3 separate regions of the Gossypium hirsutum genome follow, and all the other regions are linked to region 1. The links are chromatin contacts, called in public Hi-C maps. All regions are on one chromosome and are shown on one strand. The core of a region is the stretch at or near the end of the contact, and the rest is flanking DNA. Distances in the headings are between cores, read along the strand shown.

Region 1 (3,053 bases), core at 537-3,036:
GATTTAATTAAATAAAATCCTATATTTATAATGTCTCATCATATATTTTATTTGAGTTTTTAAATGCAAACTAATTTAATTAATTAGTGACCATATTATAATTTATATGCATATACGTCACATGAAATTTTATCTTGTATGTAGAGTTGTTTAGTTCGGTTCAAAAGTTCGCTCGAAAAATGAGAGGGTTTAAATAAAAGTATAGACTCGAAAAATGGGTTTGCGTAAAAAAATAAAGCCGATTTAGAAAACGGGCCGAGCCCCGAGTCAGATTTTCTGTCCAAGCCTGGCCTGACTCGATTTTTCAATAAAAAAAACCTGAAATTTTTCCATGTTTTGTTGTTGTTTTGCGACTTTTTTGTCACTATTTTGCTACCATTTCATTATTATATTGCTACTATTTTGTTGTTAATGTTTGAATATTATATAACACTTGTTTTATTGTTAATTTTGCGGCTATTTTAGATACATTTTCTTGTTAAGTTGAACTTATCTTAGTGTTATTTAAGTATAAAGATTTTTTTAAAAATTTATTTTCAATTTATCGTGAAATATTTATTTTTAATGTTTTTAGTCTATTTAGTGTATTTTATTTTTTTTTAAAATTATATAAAAAATAAAATTTAAAAAATTTAATACGGATTGAATCTAAATTTTAAAATTTTTATTTAAATTGGACTTAAACAAAAACTTAGTCCCACAAAATTATAGTTGTATGATATACCATACAAATTAAATGATCTTTCAAAATTGCGGGGAACTTATAGTATTCACAAAACTAATTTTGGATATTATCATATCATATGTATGTAAGTCGCATAAAGTTTTATGTCGTAAATTACACCATATGGTTAAGTTTGTTGTTTAATAGCTTTAATTGTGTCTTATAATCTAATTATTTCATATAACTATAATATTTACAAATTTAATAACATTTTTTTACAAATGGAAAAAAAATCACACATAACATATTCATATTATATGTTTGACTAAATCCTTGTATTAATTTTTAATCATAACTTATATTCTTTCAAAAAAAATTCACTAACTTATATATAAAATATTTATGAAGTAATTGAAATTTTAAATTAACTTATTTCGCAAGTTATAATCTGACATGGCATTAATAATTAAAATTCAAATAAATTATGTTCTAAACTAGTGCTTATATGCATACTTAGTGATAATAATGATTATACTAAAAATTATGATTATATTAAAAATTGATACAATTTAAACTAAAATCAATGAGTTAGACTACTTGAACTAAAACCTATAAAAAACAACCGTACATTATAACTCGAGATCCATGCACATATTTAAGTTTCGTATTTTGGATAAAATCATGTAGCTTGTGCAACTTTCACCTTCATTGTAGTTTTCATTTTATTTTAATAAATAATCTTGAACTTATACTATTTTGAGTATCGTTTTCATACTATTCAAATAAAAAAATCCTATAAAAACACATGAACGAATCATATCATAAAACACAAATTACTAATATATAAATATTTAAAGTAAACTAAATTGAAAGTTACTAAATTATTAATAAATTTACGTTTTGATCACTTAACTTCAAAAAATTATAAAATAGTCATTAAATTATTTAAAAATTTTAATTTAAAAATCGATGTTATATAACCTTCTTTTATATTTATTTGCATACAAAATGCATGCGAAATTATTGGACCTAAATAGACCCATCACTCTGACCGGAAAATTAAGGCCCCAAAATCTAATCCAAATAAAATAAACCTATGATTCTTAGTATAGCTAGGGAGTTCATAAATGTAAGCCCAGCCCACCAAGATTCCGAAACCTATAGGGTTTCACTCAACTCGCAGTATATATTACCTCATTTCCCTTTTTCCTTGTTTCTTTACTTAGGGTTTTTGGGAGAAGAGAATCAGAGCCGCAGCTGCCGCCGTCGCCATGGTGAAGTTTCTTAAACCAAACAAGGCAGTTATCGTCCTCCAGGGCCGATACGCTGGCCGCAAAGCCGTCATTGTCAGATCTTTCGACGATGGCACACGTGACCGCGCCTATGGCCATTGTTTGGTTGCAGGGATAAAGAAGTATCCAAGCAAGGTTATCCGCAAGGACTCCGCGAAGAAAACCGCCAAGAAGTCACGCGTCAAGTGCTTCATCAAGCTCGTCAATTACCAGCACCTGATGCCCACGCGCTACACCCTCGATGTGGACTTGAAAGACGTGGTTACCGTCGATGCTCTCCAGACCAAGGACAAGAAAGTGGCCGCTTGTAAGGCAACTAAGGAGAGGTTTGAAGAGAGGTTCAAGACTGGGAAAAACAGGTGGTTCTTTACTAAGCTCAGGTTTTAAGTGTTTTATTGGAACATGTTTTATGCTTATGTAGTTTTATCGAACAATTTTGAATTTAATGACGGGTTTTGAATCTGTTTGGATAAGATATTTCTGGGTTATTATTTTTGTTATATTATGGAACGTGATTTGCTCATTTCTATAAGAAATTTAAGCTTTTGAACTATTTTTTGTCCTTTATGATTTATCATTTTGTCTTAACGTAGATCTGTAGGTCAATGGAGGTTGAGAATTGAATCTTTTAATGTTTGAACCTATTATAATGTCATCACTGTCACTGATTTATTTTTGGATTTTTGAATGTTTTAGCTAACCCAAGAAATGGGTATGCTTTACTGCATTTTGAATATGCTTGGATGTGGCTTTTCATGGTTATCGCTGTTTCTGTAAATCTGCATTGATCGGGAGATTAAGCTTTTAGTTTAGGGTTTATCCATTATACAAACTATTTGATTCTTAGTTGAAGTGAGCAACATGTTCTTGTGTTTGGTTATCGGAAGCTTGAGGTAGCGGAGTGGGGCTTATTGAAATTGGAATCATAATCCATATGGGAGGGCTTGATGTGCAAATCCAGTGGACAGAGGTTGTTTGTTACCTATAGTTTACTCGTATAACGAGCGTTGCAGTGAACATTATGCACTCGTTACACAACCACCACTTAGAGGAAAGTTCATGAAAGTCAAGCAAATAGTAGGCAATATTCTAAAAAG
Region 2 (3,201 bases), core at 625-3,124, 280 kb before region 1:
GATGACTGAGTTAGGCTTTTGGTGGTCCAACCATTCTAAGCAGCTGGTATCTTCTTTCCAAAAGCTAGGGTTCTTTGGTGTTGTTAATGATGGTTCGGGCAATGGTCCGACTGGGAAAATAATAAGATTGTTGTGAGGTGGAGAGATGTAATCGTCGTCTTGGTATTCGTCATCGTGGATGATGGATTCTTGGGGAAAGGAATTGAGGAGGAGCCACCGGAGAGATGTTAAACGATCTAAGATTCTGATCCAGAATTTGAGTCTAGCTTTTCTTGAAGCTTGGGTTCCGATCAGCCATGGAAGATCTTCGGTTGATAGCAATGGCTGACTCGGTAGGGATGACACCGTACCTTCATGTCGGGGACACCCTGCAAAATTACCTTCATTTCATTTACTTGTTTGCTATAATGGGCTGAAATGAGTAGAGGTTTCCCATTTTTTCGACTATTATTCGATCCCGATGTAGTTGATCCAAAAATAATTATTTTATCAAGTAAAGCATAAAGATATTTAAATTTTTATATTTAAAAATAATAAAATACAATAATTTGATTTGACTTTTGATAGAATCCATGGGGCACATGTTAAATATCCAGAATCGTATCTATCTCATACTCGTGATTCAAATTGATTCAGACATTCAGTTTTTTGGGCTCACAAGTTTATTTTAAAGAAATTTTTAACTGGGATTTTGCATTTAATTTAGTTCTGCCCCAAGAGATTTCTCAACAATAAAAAAAAAGTTGAATAATGATATTTTAAAAAATAAAACAATAAAAATAATTTGCTATTATTTGGAAGTTACAATTTTTTTTAACTACCGAAATTAATAAATTTTAACATTAGAAAAATAAAAGAATTTTTATGTTTGGGTCAACCCATTTCGTGGCAGTGGAAAAAAAAAATATTTTCCCATGTGCTTTTGGTCAATATCATCGAGAACTAAAACGAATCGTATTGGTCAATCATTAACGGAAGCAAAAAGGTTAAAATATATTTTAGGTCCTTATATTCTTTATATATTTAAAATTTAATCTTTTTATTTTCAAAGAATTTAATTTTTTACCTTTTGGGATTTAAAATTTTTCAAAGATTTTTATTTTTATCATTGCAATATCAATGTTTTTGTTACTTAACTATCAATTGAATTTTTCACTTTAAAAATATAGATAAATTTAATATAAAAATTTTAACAAAACTAAATTTTTAAAAATAAAAATAAAGGTTGAAAAAAAAAACCAAGTGTTGGTAAATTTACCAGTTTCGGAAATCAGGTCAGCGTGGATCATCTCCGGTATGGAGGTGATCAACCGGTAAGTAGCTTGCATAGCCGGCCAGAATCCAGCAACAGGGATCCCACATCGAGTAGCAACTTGAATGGCCCAGGAAGCCAATAAATCAATAACCATACAAACTACTGTTCCATCGTCGTCTTCATCAAGTTCATGAAGGAGAGTCTCCAGATGGTTGGGCATGATATTCTCCATAGATTTCTCGATGGAAAAGAAATCATAAGGACCTTCTTCTCCGGAAAAGCCATCGGGTATGGACATAAACCTCATTTGGTAGTCGTTGAGGTCCATGTTGGCTACAATCCGACGGTGAATAAACTCAGGGGTTACTATGATGGGTTGCAACCCATGGGTAAGTAAAGCTAAGCCTAGCTTTAGCATGGGATTCACATGACCTTGTGCTGGATATGGAACCAGCAAGATTTTAGGCTTCTTCATAATACACTGAACTCCCATTTCTTTTGTCTGCGATGAATTAATTTGTGAAGGGAAGCACAAAGTAAGCGTTTATATAGGGGGAAAGGGAGGATAGTGATAAGCTCTCTGTAGCGTCAAATAAAGCACGTGGTGGAGATGTACCCTCAGTCTAATGGCTCTAAATCCTATGGCTATTACTTTATCCGACATATGTTTAAAATAATCTTACCGACTGCTGGTTAGGGAAGAGGGGTTTGATTTATCGAATGTAATATTATTGTTGATAATATTTTATTTTATAATGAAATAGTATTTGGATTATAAATATTTTGATTAACCAGTGGTAATATAGGATATAATTCCATTACGATTTATTTTTGAAGTTATTTTAGAGTACAGGAGTAATATTAATTTTTGGATTAATTTACCTTTTATTTTTATTATTTTAATTAATTTAAATTTTTTTCTTAAATAAAGTTTAAAACTAATTAAAAACAAATAAATAAAAAATTTTTAATATTAAATTAATAAATATCATACATTACAATTATAATTTATTTAATAATATATTAATTATGAGCATAAATATAATTATGTTTAATGTTGCAATCGCTTTTCATGAATTATTATAACTATAATTTATAAATTTATCTTCACATCATATATTTACTGATTAATATAAAAATTGTAATAAAAAGTAAAAATTTATCATAATTTTATGAAAATTGAAATTAAAAAAATATTAAATGAACTAAGCTTTTTAAAAAGATAAATTTTATAACATGGGCAATTGAGTAATATATAATTTTAAGTAATGTTACATTTTGTCAACTAAACACATGAATATTACTTTTCAACTAAATGAATCTTACATTCTACCCATAATCTTACATCCCATAATCGTATTACGAAACGTAATCTAAAATTTAACGAATTAAACACATTAATAAAATTTTATATAATTAATTAAAATATTATTATTGAATAATAATTTGATTCCAACCACCCAAATTTAAATTTTTTGTCGGACGTCCAAAAGAGGTCAACAAAGTTTAATACTTACATAGATATAGAAGATTAATTGTTCTTCTTGCGCATTGAAAAAATTAGTTTCTTTATTTTCAATTTTGAGAATTTAGTTTAGTTTGATATAAAAAAGTTCAATTAATAAGTCTATTAAAGGATCTCCATTTAATTGAATTATCAAATAGTTTTAAAATATGAAAAAAATACACACATTACTCATATTACAACAATGTAACTGTGTAAGCAAATAAAAATGTTGAATTTGAAATGTAACACCTCAAAATTTTAAGTTTTAACTGGGAAAAACCTGTAATAATTAATTTCTATATCTGTGGTTCTATGTTCTGCTTCTGAGTTTAAAGTCTAGGGTTCAAATCGCATTATCAAAGTTTTATTGTTTTTAAAACAACCCATAAGCAAGCTTTGCCGCTTAAATTCAATTCGTTGTGTTATTATGACAAGAATG
Region 3 (3,037 bases), core at 55-2,554, 420 kb before region 1:
AACTCAAGGACCGAGAAAACAAACTATAATGGGAAAAGAAAACTTTAGAATGAAGCAAAGAAAGAAATATAGCTGGAATCTCAGAAGTGGTGAAAATAACACAATGTTGAACAATTATAGGCATCTATTGTCGGAGACATATAATTCCTAAAGTTTCCAAATTATAGCATTTCATTCAGCTGAACATAGTCCTTGTGGAATTAAAGAGAAGAGAATAGATTGCATTTTAGGAAATAAACTACTACGGCACAGTTTTAAAACAATTGCAAATAGTTTTTCAACAAAGCGACCAACTAACAAATAAGAGATAAGAGATGATTATACCGGAATGGAATCCAGATGAGAGAGTCGTTTTCCAAGTTTGGCATTGTAGTGCAAGTTTTCCTCTTCTGCTAAGATGCTTGCTATGGCTTGGTCATCCTCTGTATCTTGGAAACTGCTATTCAAACTCGAGCTGGAGCTTGCACTTGCATTATTGTGCTGCCCTTCACTCATACTGTCTCAATAAAAATATCCAGCCAAGAAAACATGAGATTGCAAGAATTTAGGCCATCAATTATACTGATAGGAAAAGGTTGATAACCCTCCAAATCAAGCAAACACAATATCAAACATAAGAACATCAATCAAAAGCTAACAATCATCCATGATCCTAAAAGCTTAACAGCAAATCCTCAAAAGTAAAAAAGAAATCCCTAAAACCTTGGCTTAAAAATCCAAGTTATCCAGATGCTCAATGGGTATGTTAGAAATACCCATACCCTAAAAAACCCAGAAAATAAAAGACAAAATAATGGTTCCTAGAATAGCTCTTCATATATTCCATATAAGCATATGATAGATTAAAAAAGGGGTAGGATCATTTAACTGTGATGCCTATAACTCTACGCTGAAATGGATTGGGAGAAGTCTATCCTAAACAAAAACAATTCCAAATTAACAATGAATTTCTTATAATTATCTTTTTTTTTTCTTCCATTTTCTCAGCAACCAAGCAGAGCACGAGTCATCCAAGTAAGACAGGAGCCAGGGAATGAACATAGCTGTGAGAACAAAAACAAAAAAACAGCCATTGCCATAGCCATAGCCACATAAAATCCAAAAAAAAAACAAATTGGAAATAGAGAATACCCAGAATAAAAATATTGAACAACTTTGGGAACTTGTTGATGTAGGATTGAATAGTTCGTTCGATCTTCTCAGCTGAAGCTGAAACGTTTTCTAATCGTATCAAGCTTTGCTTATTTAAATAAATGGAAAAATGAAAAGGAAAAAAAAAAGAAAAAGGAAATGGTCAAAATAGTTGTCTGAAAAAATGTCTGAATTTTTACTGTTATTATTACAATAAGTCAATACGTAGTATAAGAAAAAAAAAAACAAAAAAGGGTGAAATTCTTTTTGGTGGATATAAATGAAATATTTTTAAATTCATAGTGAATTATTAAAATATTAAAAATTATTATAATATGTTATATCAATGCAAATGGATCCCTTGAAAGTATATATATACAAAATTATAAGTATATATAATTATAGAATAAGTTAAATTAAAAAAAATAAATCAAAACTAAAATTTTGTATTTAAAAATAGATTAAATTGAATTTTTAAATTGAGAAAGATATTAAGTAATTTTTCGTTTTGTCCTATAAAAGGGGATAACCGAATATTTTTGTATATAACTACTGTTCATGGAATTGACGTTCTTAATAGACTCTATGCATGCTAGACACGTATATTGTTCTGGACTGCTTGCTGGATACTCCTTAGACATATGCGAGCTGAGTCCGTGAGCTCCCCTTGCAAGTACCCCTTGCTGACTTCGTACTGTGAGGCTTGCACGTATCCATCTTGTGTGCCCTAGCCAGGTCGCGGTAAGCGACCCGAATCTTATTTGATTTTCGAGTTGGTGATCATAAGTACATAATAAGATTAAAATGAAGTATTAAGATTTTAGAAAGGACTAAAACTGCAATTAATGGTTGAAGCCTATATAATCGATATACATCCATACAACTCACCAGAAAATGAAACTTGAGAATTGTTAAGACATTATCCTTAAGAAATGTTAAACGTATTAATAAACTTTACTTGTATGGGTAGACTTGGATTGACCAAAAGCCATTCCCACACGCTTCTCCATAATTTCTCCTTTCATTTTTTCTATTGAGTCTTTACAATTTTAACATTATATCAATTATGTCCATTAAATATCTACTCTAATCTAAAGCAAAGAGTCTACTTATAATATGAGCAATTTCCATCTAATATTTTAACCAAGAAAATAGAAAATGTCAATGTAATCTTCTTTTTAATTTAAATTATCCATGTGATAGGTGTAGACGTGTTTACAAAATAATTCATGTATCTTAAATATATTCTATATCATATTTGAGTTGGCCTTTAAAGTTTAAACTAATAATTAGGCTAATGAAAATATTTGGTTAATATAATATTAATACTTTAAGGACATGCAAAGGATTAAAAATTTGTTACCAAATGAAATCCTTCTAATTATTGCTCTCAAAAATTTTCTCTTCAATAGTCTTTTTATTTTGAATTATATATGATATTATTATTCGTTTTTTTTTCTATTAGGATCAATATTAGTGTTGATCTTATTGTTTTAAGTTCTTTGCTTGATATATGTATTCAAAGATTGTATTTTAATATATATATATATATATATTCCTACTCAGTCCTCCACTTTCATTTGTTGTTAAACCAAGCTTTGCAATTTGGTGAAGCACCTAAGCAAAAATGATAGAGTAGTGCTGGAAATACCAATCATCCATTCCTCCTAAAAGAAAACATAAGGAAAAATAAAGAAGAACAAAATAAACAATTAATATATAAATATAATTAGTGTGGGGAAAGGTAGAAGATATGTTGATTGAAAATAAGTCGAGAATAAAAGTAACAAATCTTCATGTTTACATGTTTTTGCAATATAGTTTCAATATGTTCTATAGTGACTATGTTTTATACCCAACGTTAGATAGGCTGTTCAATCATTATTTATTTTAATATTAATCTCAT

Evidence for each region. A called contact is a pair of places that touch in the nucleus more often than the background predicts.
Region 2: a contact with region 1 is called in a Hi-C map of leaf, with 3 times the contacts expected there. The contact joins the promoter of LOC107948556 here to the promoter of LOC107948045 in region 1. A contact is called at or near these places in 6 of 34 Hi-C or Micro-C datasets (hypocotyl, leaf and seedling).
Region 3: a contact with region 1 is called in a Hi-C map of leaf, with 3 times the contacts expected there. The contact joins the promoter of LOC107948555 here to the promoter of LOC107948045 in region 1. A contact is called at or near these places in 19 of 34 Hi-C or Micro-C datasets (anther, callus, fibers and 4 more).

The regions. Positions count from the first base shown.
Region 1 is chrA07:85,583,224-85,586,276 of Gossypium_hirsutum_v2.1, forward strand. LOC107948045 (60S ribosomal protein L27-3) reads left to right here and starts at 1,787. Exons shown (of 1, transcript XM_016882524.2): 1 at 1,787-2,509. The coding sequence starts at 1,936. The coding sequence ends at 2,343.
Region 2 is chrA07:85,298,969-85,302,169 of Gossypium_hirsutum_v2.1, forward strand. It overlaps LOC107948556 (UDP-glycosyltransferase 82A1), which reads right to left and starts at 1,875. Exons shown (of 2, transcript XM_016883143.2): 1 at 1,259-1,875; 2 at 1-368. The coding sequence starts at 1,748.
Region 3 is chrA07:85,159,898-85,162,934 of Gossypium_hirsutum_v2.1, forward strand. LOC107948555 (OVARIAN TUMOR DOMAIN-containing deubiquitinating enzyme 11) reads right to left here and starts at 1,305. Exons shown (of 10, transcript XM_016883142.2): 1 at 1,132-1,305; 2 at 325-496. The coding sequence starts at 495.